2 separate regions of the Drosophila melanogaster genome follow, and region 2 is linked to region 1. The links are chromatin contacts, called in public targeted proximity ligation maps. All regions are on one chromosome and are shown on one strand. The core of a region is the stretch at or near the end of the contact, and the rest is flanking DNA. Distances in the headings are between cores, read along the strand shown. Region 1 holds the start of CG42656. Region 2 holds the start of Nlg3 (Neuroligin 3).

What was found.
Region 2: a targeted proximity ligation map of the Kc167 cell line shows a contact between it and region 1, with 2.3 times the contacts expected there. A contact is called at or near these places in 2 of 107 Hi-C or Micro-C datasets (the OSC cell line and brain) and 1 of 7 datasets of targeted methods (the Kc167 cell line).

What each region holds. Positions count from the first base shown.
Region 1 is chr3R:7,491,068-7,496,705 of dm6, reverse strand. CG42656 reads left to right here and starts at 3,435. Exons shown (of 2, transcript NM_001202263.1): 1 at 3,435-3,504; 2 at 3,561-3,745. The coding sequence starts at 3,470. The coding sequence ends at 3,684. It overlaps alpha-Est10 (alpha-Esterase-10), which reads left to right and starts at 2,861. Exons shown (of 4, transcript NM_001260033.2): 1 at 2,861-2,977. The coding sequence starts at 2,883. alpha-Est9 (alpha-Esterase-9) reads left to right here. Exons shown (of 4, transcript NM_169187.3): 3 at 1-773; 4 at 1,171-2,785. The coding sequence ends at 1,635.
Region 2 is chr3R:7,636,670-7,642,307 of dm6, reverse strand. Nlg3 (Neuroligin 3) reads left to right here and starts at 2,874. Exons shown (of 13, transcript NM_169190.2): 1 at 2,874-3,484.

The DNA.
Region 1 (5,638 bases), core at 2,186-4,685:
GGAAAAAAAAACATATATTTAACATAAGCCTTCCAGGATTTCTGTGCCTGGACGATCCCGAACTCGATGTGCCCGGCAATGCGGGACTCAAGGATCAAGTGTTGGCCCTGCGCTGGGTCAAGGCCAACTGTTCGCGTTTCGGAGGCGATTCCGCGAATATAACAATTTTTGGGGACAGTGCGGGAAGTGCCTCGGTTCACTACATGATGATCACAGAGCAGACGCATGGACTTTTCCACAAGGCCATCTGCATGTCGGGTAATACGCTTTCCCCCTGGGCAGTGACTCCTCAGAGAAACTGGCCATATCGGTTGGCTGTCCAGGCGGGTTACGCAGGTGAAAACAACACCCGCGATGTCTGGGAGTTCCTGAAGAACGCCAAGGGATCCGAAATCATCAAAGCCAATGGAGAACTCTGCATTGACGAGGAGAAGAAGGAGCGGATTGGATTCTCTTTTGGGCCCGTAATCGAACCGTATGTAACCAGCCACTGTGTGGTGCCGAAGAAACCCATCGAAATGATGAGAACCGCCTGGAGCAATAATATCCCACTTATCATCGGAGGCGTTTCCAACGAGGGGCTTCTCTTGTACTCAGAGACCAAGACGAATCCGAAGTGTCTAAACGAGTTGGACGACTGCCGGTTTGTGGTGCCTATCGAATTGAATATGGACAGGGAAAGTGCCCTGTGCCGGGAGTACGGCGATCAGCTGAGGCAGTGCTACTACGGCGATAAGACGCCCAGTCTGGACACCCTGCATGAATACCTTCAGGTGGGTGAAACACTAATATTTTATTAAAGACTATGGGCAATAAATCTTAAGATTGGAGTTCGGAAATATTATTGTTTTTTAGTTACACTTATATACCGACATAACCAAGATGACTTATAAAAGCAGGTGTTCTATGATTGAGTGTATAAGTCTTAAATGTTTCTATGAATCAAAAAAAGAGTGCCCAAGTTTTTTAGATAGGACTGACAAAGATATTCCATATTGCATTAAAGACAGACTGCATTTTTGGTCTGTTCTAAATCAGGCAGCGTAGATTTACATAGGCATACCCTGAATAGATAGCGCATATTTTAAATTTATGCAATATCTTATGGTAATGCCAATGTGTTCATTTATTGTAGAATAACTTTTAAAAAAAATATTGAATATATTGCAGATGGTTTCCCACGAGTACTTCTGGTTCCCAATATACCGCACAGTATTGTCCCGCCTGCAGTACGCTCGCAGTGCGCCGACGTATTTGTACCGCTTCGACTTCGACTCCAAGCACTTCAACCACCTGCGCATCCTGAGTTGCGGCAAAAAGGTGAGGGGCACGTGCCACGGCGACGATCTGTCCTACTTGTTCTACAACTCGCTGGCGAGGAAGCTCAAGAACCACACGCGGGAGTACAAGTGCATCGAGCGGCTGGTGGGACTGTGGACGCACTTTGCGGCATGTGGAAACCCCAACTTCGATCCGGAACAGGAGGACCTGTGGCAGCCCGTCGATCCTGCGGCCGTCGAGAAACACCAGCTGAAGTGCCTTAACATATCCGACGAGCTGAAGGTGATCGACGTGCCCGACCTCAAGAAGTTGATGGTCTGGGAGAGTTTCTTTCGACGCGATGAGCTGTTGTAGGGATCTGCAGGAATCCATTTAGGCTAGACATGCAGCTTTAATAGTACAAGGGTGGGGGTCACATTTGGAGACAAGATAACTTGAGCTTTGAATGCAATCTGATCATTACTTGGAGTGAAATTTACAAAATTCAACATAATTTTTGTCTCTGTCATCAAAAGGTCTTTATTCCTGATGGAGAGAACCACCGCTTTATGTGAACATTTTGAAGAACTTGCCCTCAGATTGCCCAACAGACTTATTTTTGGCAAGAATGATAAGTGAACCCACCCTAACCTTTTACGATTGGAAAAGCTTTACGTTGAAGCCTATGTTTGAAACAATGCAAAGCGTAGCTTTAGACATAAAATATGAGAGTTTATTGTTAAGTTTGTCAACGAGAAGAAGAGTTCTAGGTGTGTTAAAGTTCATCCGTTTCTTACTATATCTTATCGGATCGAATCTGTAGTCTAAGCAGGCTGTTCGTATATAGTCATGATGCCGCACGACCTATGAGTGTGAAACAAGTCGCAACTGAAGTACCTTCTATGAGAAACTACCAAAACCCACTAAACCAAACTCGACAAACAAGACAGCCAAGGAATCTGAGCTAAGATCTTATATTTAACGTTCCTTTAAGTCTCGCTGATATCTTTAAAAGCCAACTAATATCAAACGTATTTTATACAACTCATTTTATTCGAGATCGTTTTAAGTACTCAGCACAAACTTGAGTTAGAAGATCCAGTATATTTTCTTCCAGTATCACGAACGCACACATTTACAAGAAGGGAATTTCCATTTGAGTTTTTGAGATGTATATTTAACTGAAACTACTAGTTAACCGTAACCAATTTATTTATATTCTTAGCCTAAGTCTTTTTAGATATATATCTTTTGTATGCATAGGTTGTTTTTGGTAAAATGTTATATTTGAACAAACGATAAACCTGTCCAAGTTTTACATCATTTTTAGAATATAAAATAATGAAAACAAAAACAAATTTTTTGGAATCGTTTATGAATGTCCACAAGAAGATGACGATTTAAGGCAAATAAATAAAGCTACAATAGTTTGCCTAAGAATTCTCTGTGTATCCGAATTTGTTGGAAATACAAATATATTGTCGAAAAGCTTCAAAGTCATGTGATGCAAAACACGATGAAATTTAAAAATGTATTTTATGAAAAAAAAATAAACTTTGTGTTTTGAAACAAAGAAATAATAGATTTAACAAGTGCTTTGAAATAGTTCTCACACAACCGAAATGAGAAGGTATTGGGTATCTCTACTAAGGCATTTTAGCCTCATTCCGAACAAAAGTGTACCGAAAGTCTTCACCAATGGGGATTTCATTCAGCAGTAAGTACGATAGTTTACTCCTCTAATGAAAAACGCAAACTCAACACATGTGGTTGCATATTCATTACCACTCACATAAAACTCAATCGAATTTTTGTCTGGGCCCCATGTGAGTTATCAGACCTACTAAATAGCCACAAATTATCGCAAATGCGTTGATGCGAAAATGTTATACTTAATACAAATCGCGAGATGAAATACAGCGTGACTAATTCCTTGCTAATTGGAACCTTTATGTTTTGCATTTGTTCGTTACGGTGATTAGCTCTAATAATTGTATAATAATGTCCAAAGTGAATGTCAAGGTATTGTAATCAAAGTTTGTTTGATCTGTTATACTTAATGCCCGGCGGTTGGGCAAATATCTGTGAATCAGCTGTCGAGTGCTAATAGTTAGTGCAATCCAACTGAGTTCACCAGCTTGCTATTTCTATATCTGATCATGCATCTGTGCATCAGTAAGATTTGGGACACTCAGCTGGACAAGTCGAAATGGATGCACTTCTGAAAATTGTCTTGTTGATCAGGTAAGATTATTTCTCGATTAGTAGGATCATAGTTAAGTTAAGCACTTTGTTTTCAGCTTGTATTTCATTGCAATAAGCCTGCACTTGGGATTGTGTGACGATGTTCCTTCCGCCGAGGCAGACACAGTGGTAACTGAAAGTGAAGAGCACTACACCGCATCCGATGACTTCGACTATTAGGTGTTACGAACAAATCCCCATTAAGTTCAATCATGAGTAAATAAATGAACAATCTTTCAGCATCGAGACAGCTTTTTAAGTGACCAGTTTCAGCGGTAGAAAAACTACATCTATGGCACACACTTAGGGCCTTACTGGGACATTTAAAATATGTCTTATCTATGTGAAATTTATTTCCAAAGTATTTGCAAGTCAAGTACTTATCTATTTTCATACCATAAGTTCAGTGTCACTCCATAATATGCTGATATAAAAAGATACATATATGAAATTAAGTTACTCCTCTCTTGTTTGTTTAGCTACTTTATTCGTTATAAAAAAGGGAACCGTAGGTAATTTCCAAAAAGAAAACAAACAAATTGTATATGTAGGTTTTAATATAATCACTAGACGAAAGTTCATACAAATGTATATTTATTTTCCTAGCGAAATGTGTATATGTGTTTTTTAAGTGTATGTCTAAGGGGCTTTCCTATTTTTAGGAAGGCTTAAAATTGCTCAAAAAATAGTTAAGAAAAGTAAATTAAGTTAGTGCCCAAGGTTATCTTGAGGCGTTGGTTGTCATAGGTTTAATATTGATTTGTAAAGCTTGATCACACTTTTGGGTATCACAACACTCAGCTTTGCAGCGCGCATTAAAAGCTTGTGAAAAAACTTTTTTTTCGATAACAACGATAATGCGAAATAGTTTGGAAGCTCAACTAATTGATACCCAGGGCCATATATTAAAACTCTGAACTTTTTGATGTATCAATATCTTGTATTAGAATCTTACATAATAATATAAGATCATCAATGTAGATGACAGTCCACGTAGTGACAACAACTTGAGTGTGCGAAGTCAATGATCACTATCCGAAAAAAAGCTAAAATTTAAAGAAAAGAGAACATAGTCTAGTCGCTACTGATAATGGATTACATTACTTAATGTACATAAGTGCAAGGTAGATTAAGTTTAGAAAATTGAAAGTGACCGCTTTCGAGAGTGCCATCTATGTCACAAAGCGGCATAAGATCTTAATTTATAAAAATTTACAATGCAAAGAAGAAGACTCCAGTTTGATCTAACCTACCCTACGCTTAAGATAAAAGTGTAGATTCCTATTAAAAATATTATAAACTCCCATATAATCCCTGATACATGGGCCTTTATGAATTAAGATGACTGTGTTACGCTACGACCCCCTTGTATACAAACACATACATACATATCATAACAGTAAGAAAACTCGGAAAGTAAACGGTGAAACCGGTAATGTAGAGGGCAGATAGTTGCTAACCGAACAGCTGATTCATGTGAGAATCGCTTCCGCTGTGCAAAAGCACTGAGAGAAAGAGAGAGAGAGTTTGGAGAGTGGCAATAACGCCACCGCTCCAAAGCTTCAAATATTAGTATAAACAAGATCCCGAGACACCGGTCAGTTGGTGCCACACGCTCTTGGAGAGCGCTCTGTTTGTTCCGTTCAGCGATTAGCGATAGTTTTGTTCGAGCCGGTTGTGTTAACTTGGCTAGCTTCGGGTTTATTGTGACACTTTCCCCAAATCGATCGTTTGCGAAGCGTGCATAGCGGAACATACATACATAGATAACCAGCGTGTCTGGGTGTTCATGAAAAAGAGTGCGTGATATGGGATTCGATATGGCAACACGCTTTATGGATATACTAAAGCTGACCTTTAAGTGAGTTTTCCCAGTCAGTGTCCGCTTCTTGCTCTTGCGGAGCGTTAAACGGTTTTCTGTGTTTTGAGGTCTCGCGTCTTGGTTTTGCAACAGCTTCTGCCCAGCATGCATACAAATGCATACGTGTGCACTGGGAAAATAGTGTTGCAGAAGTGCTTGATTTATAAATATTACAAAAAATGTGATGAAACACTTTTTATTTTCTTCAAAAAATCAAGAATAAATTAACACTATCCTGCTCTAAAAAAACATGGAGATTAATTCAATTTTAAT
Region 2 (5,638 bases), core at 1,625-4,124, 150 kb before region 1:
TTAGGATTCAGTATGATTTGGAAGCCAAAGAAAAAGGTCGCAATAATGGCAGGCACGACAGATTTCTAACAAATAAAATTCTGAATGGAACTTACTCAGTTGACAATCAACATAAAGGAGCCATTTGGAGCATTTTATGTGACATATTAAAGGAGTATGAAACTGTTCTGGACGGATGGCTGTTCTGCAGTAAATGCCGGAAAGTGCTCAAATTCGTACAAAAGCACACTTCCAATTTATCCCGCCATAAATGTTGTCTGGCATTAAGACGACCAATGACCAACGTCAAGAAGGAAGCTATTGAAAAGTGCACCCAATGGGTTCTCCAAGATTGTCGGCCGTTTTCTGCAGTAACTGGAGCCGGATTTTAAAATTTGGTAAAGTTTTTCCTAGAAATCGGCGTAGTCTATGGGGACCAGGTAGAAGTCGATGACCTACTACCTGATCCAACAACATTAAGTTGGAATGCCCAATCGGGTGCAGAAGAATAGAGGAGTCTAATCTCTCGCAGTCTAAACTCGCAATAGACATTCCTTTTTTATATATTATATTATTATTTCTTAATATTTGCTTCCTGTTTGCCTTTTTCTTTATTAATGTAAAATTTTTAAAAAATTTTATTTTTTAAAATAATAAAAAAAACAAGAAAAAAACAATAAAGTAATTGGGTATAAATATGATTTACTTATATATAAGATTGTTATTTGCTAAGACATTAGATGCAAAAAATAGAAAAAAATGAAGTTCATTTTTAATGCGTTTTAAAATATTTTATATATACTTTTTAAACACACTTTGTTATTATTATTTATATTAAGATTAAAAAAACGTAACAAATCAACAAATGCCGTCTTTAATTTCAAATACTTTTTGTGTTCGAAAGCTGTGGCACGACCTATTTCTTGGGTGTCCCCTTTCACCCTTTATTTCTTAACGCGTCTCGCTTCCACCCATACAAATTTTATGCATACAGAAAATGACCTGCGGCCGATCGTTGCTTGTGTGTCGCTCACCCAAAGGGTTATTGCGCAGCTGGCACCCGGTTTTTTTTTTGCTCATACGGATGGCAAAAAACTCGTGTGTTTTTTATTGCCGCAAGTAAAGTGCCAAAAAATACTCGGGTGCCTAGACATCCAGTGTCTAGCAGGTGCACTTAGAGTGCAAGTGGCTTGACGTTCTACAGTTCTCTGGTCCATAAGTATCAACTACGCGTGCTAAGAGCCAACCGTCTGGTGGCTGATTGGAATCCTTGATCCTGGTACTGGTTGTCTGCAGATATATTGGTTTTCTTATTATTCCACTTATGACGTTGATGTAATGTTGATAAATACTCTTTGTGCCATCTTTGGCAAAATCCTTTGTACATGGATTGTTAAGGCTGCCAATAATAGCTTAAACTATTAATTGAAAAATGAACTTAGATCGATTATAAAATGGGCTGGAGAATACAGGTATGTTATCTCAGCGTCTGGGATTTAACATAACAGTCGAGAATTAACCACTGCGCGCCTATCTGAGCCAGAAGAGTGTTCATCTGTTAAAAGGTTAAGGTAGTCTTTCCTATGGGAAGGTGCTGAGACTGCAAAAGATGATCCCTTTCATTTACAACGCGTATTGCCCCCAAAAAATGTGTGCCATTGTCGGTGAAGATTTGACAGCATTTTCGTCGAAGTGCCATAAAACGACGAAGACATACTAGAAAAGGGTCTGTGTTGAGATCCGAGACCAATTCCAGATGTACGGCTAATGTGACAAGGCAGACAAACAGGCTTAAGTACAGATGTGTTCATAAAAATATCAGTGCTTGGGACCTGCGAGTTTAAGATAAAAAATCCTATGATTTACAGTTTTAGTGGGCAATTTTTTTTATAATATCATTAGGTATTTAATGCCAAACAATTCAAGAAATGTTTATTTAATGTGTTTAAATGTTTATTTATTCAATAGTATCAAAAGTATAGATTAAAAAAACAAAATAGGCAAATTCTGGTGTTCACTGGAATAGCAGTGCTATGAAAAAGTATTAAGAAATTTAATTTGACTTAGAACGGACTTAGTTTTTCTTTTTATTGTGTTAATTAGGGTCTAATACTTGGTCGGATAGCGTTTGTTAGCCAACGCATCATTACACCTACGCTGCATGATGAAGACGTAAGGTACGATGCAAACTAGTGTTGACCGGGACGAGATACGCTAAAACGGAAATTCCAGTTAAGTATCCGATGCTTCTTGCAGTGTGACCAAAGACAAAGTTTATATCTCCTCTTGTCCATTATTTTTTAATAGGGAAGCAACCCGAATTGAGGATTTCAACTTTAACTCAAGCCTTTCCGGATCTCCCAGCCACGTTTGAAACGTTATCCCTAGCCGCTGTATGTAAAATTCTGCAGTACGAACCAATGGTTTACAAGGTAACATCATGAAATACAAGGGCCTTCATCAGCCATATCTAAAAATTAACAACCCATAAGCTGGTAATTAATATATATGTATATTGATACCTTTCTCAAGTTAAGAAATATTTGACTAAATATTATCCACGAACTGATGTTCATTAGCAACAAGTTAAGTGAGCTAAATATTTTCGAAGTACTCTAAAAAGGGGAAATTTCCCACTATCGCAAAGTTTTCCCCTTCGAAAGGAGTTAGTTTCTCTTGGGACTTTTAGCTCCCACGCAGGCAAATGCCATGCGCCCGCTCCCTAAAATTTTTGCAGCTCTCTCGATTAGTTCGTCGCATGCCCGTTTGGCGCTGCAGCTGCCACTGCTTTTGAATCGGCTACGCCCGAGCGAAGTTGGCCGAGAGGCCTGGGCCTCTTTTGGCTGGTTGAAATACCGAATTTCCATGTCAGTTCACGTTCGATATTTGTGTTGTTTGGTAGCGGTAATCGGGCGACCGTCCAAGCGCTTTAAAAACGAATCGAGCGCGTCGCGCTTTTCCCAAAATTCGAACGAATCAAAAATACCACCCAGCAAGTGTGTGTGAGTGTGCGATTTGGCTAAGATGTGTGGCTGTGTGCGTATTGAAGTTGTTGCATTGACAAGGCGCGACCAAAAACAACGCCCAGAAAAGTAGGCAACGGATATATCAACTTCTTCTGACCTACTCAAGAAAATAAAACGAAGATAAAAGGCAGCAGCCAGAAGCCAGTAGCGCCGGAATTCGCGAAGAGCCAAGCGAAAATTTAAGTTATTGTGCCAGTGTGTGTGGCTGTGCCCAAGCGTGCGTGTGTGTGAGGCGCCAACTTGCCCCGGCAGAAAAATAGAAATAAATAGTCAGCCAAATGGCAGCCCAAAGGCACAAAAAGTGAAAAGCATATACCAAAGAAAGAAATATTAAAGAAAATTAAATTCTCCAGCTGAGCCAAAGGCCCTACTGCGAAGTTCCAGTGAAGTGTGACGAGAAAGAAAAGCCATTCCCGAGAAAGAACGTACATTTTGCAAATCAAAGCAACGCACTAGGATCCGGTCTGGACTATTAAACGGTAATTGAGTCATAAATCAAGCCATAATTAAACGAAACTCACTGCTGTCTTTGGTCACTTCGCCACGCGAGATTAAACTTGAAATGGGCTTTCGGAGGCGATGAAGAAAGTGGTTGATGTCGAAAAAAAAAAAAAAAAACGTATATCAAACTTCAGACCAATCTAATCCATCATACGATGCTCCTCGAATAAAAAATCGAGGAATCACATGAACCATGAGGGCTTCTTTCACTGATTGATTAGTTGTCGACTTGCGGGCACGCATAAGTCAAGTGTTTTGGCCACGAATATTCTGCCCGATTGGGGCCTTTCTTTATTCGATTGCCCTTGTTCCCTGTCATACGAACAGACAATCGACCCCACACCCTCGAGTTGAGCATTTGACATGAGCAGCGCAATTAGTCCATAAATCGGATTCCGATCCGCGACCTGGCAATGAACTCTGTCAGTCATTAGAGTTCAATTGTTTGCTGCTTGTCGCTTTGTGTATTTGCATTTCAGGCAGCCTCTTTTTGCACTCGGATTTCGAACATGATATTCCGTTGCTGTGAATGCAATTGCTCATTCATAATCCATTTACCCTTGCACTCAGCAGGTTTTGTGAAACTACAGCAAATAGAAATACCTGTGATACTTAGAAATCTGAGCTATTTGCACATCTGTTTTCTATTTGAAGTTTTCATTATTTTAAATAGGATGGCAAATAGAGACCAATAAGGTTACGGAGTTTAATTCAATGTACCTTGTACATCATAAGTAATTTTGTTTAATATTTGCTATTATTGCATAACAATTGATTTCCTAGAATTTATATATTTTGAGGAACACTTGTTAAAAATCCATTTTCCACATAAACATAGCGCATTTTTACTTGCTTTATTTACAGTGGAATGAAATGAAAGTGTTGATGAAAATTAATTGATAACAATAGAAAGTAAAGCACATATTTTTATGTTACTAAAAAAGTACAGTTTTACTTTTAGCCGCTTACTTAATTAAAGTTTTTCCAAACAAAAACGTATTAGAATAGTTTATTAATTTTTTCAATGAACGGTAATATTGCATTTGCCATGCTGGTAACTATTTCAAAGAATTTAATTATTTTATATATTAAGTTTATTGAACGAAATTTATATTGAATAATTTTTTAATCAAAAACAATAAATAAAATTGCATAGAATCCACGAAAGCAATGCCATAAATGTGAATTGAATATTGAAAAGTATGCACCCTGTATAGTTAAATTTTAATTTGCTGCAGCATTTTTCAGCTGTGTAGTTATTTTTCACCCCAATTTCGTTAGGTTTGCCGACCAAAAATGAATATCATGGTGAATTTCCCAAAAGGAAATTAACTTTTCTCGGCGCGTGTTCAGCCAGCCCCCGCTCTTGACTTTTAATTAAATATTAATTTTGATGAGAAAATAATACTAGCACATTAGCGCTGTGACCACCACCAACGGCGATGACCAATGTAATTATTTGCCAAGACAGGAAGTGCTCACTTCATGCATAGTCCTGGCTAATTCCGAAGCTATATCCGATAGCTCCTGGTGTTGGTGCTTAGTCGCTGTGATTAATAATGCCTAATTGCAAGTATTTTCGCCCGAGGAAAGAACTCAGCCCGAGCTGCGGAGGCGCCCTTCCCCTTTTTGATTGATTACCACATTTTGTCGCACTAATTCCGAGCTGCCTCGGATAAGTTCGGCGTATCCTTGAGTCTGAACGCTGAGGATTACCAGGGGGGTTGGCAGGGCGGCACGTTGCGGCACTTGAAAGCTAATCAACAATTAATGAGCAATTAATATGCAAAATTTGGCGCAGGCGATGGGCTGCTGATGGGCTGGTGATGCGCAATCGGGCATGGTTTAAATGCATAAATTAATAAACGCTCAGTCGATGCGCTTTTCAAGCGATGTCGTCGCTCATTAGGCACTCACACGACACATATGGGTTAATGAATTTGACATGAATCAATTGAGGAGTTCGAATAAAATCGAAAACAAGCGTGAAATATTATATTAGTTAATTATGATGCTGATGCAGGCACAAGAACTTTGATATTTTATTCTTCTGCGGCATCAAAGAAAGTCAAATAAAACTTTAACCAATAGCAAACACTATCAAATATGCTGCGCCAATGAAAGATGAAAAA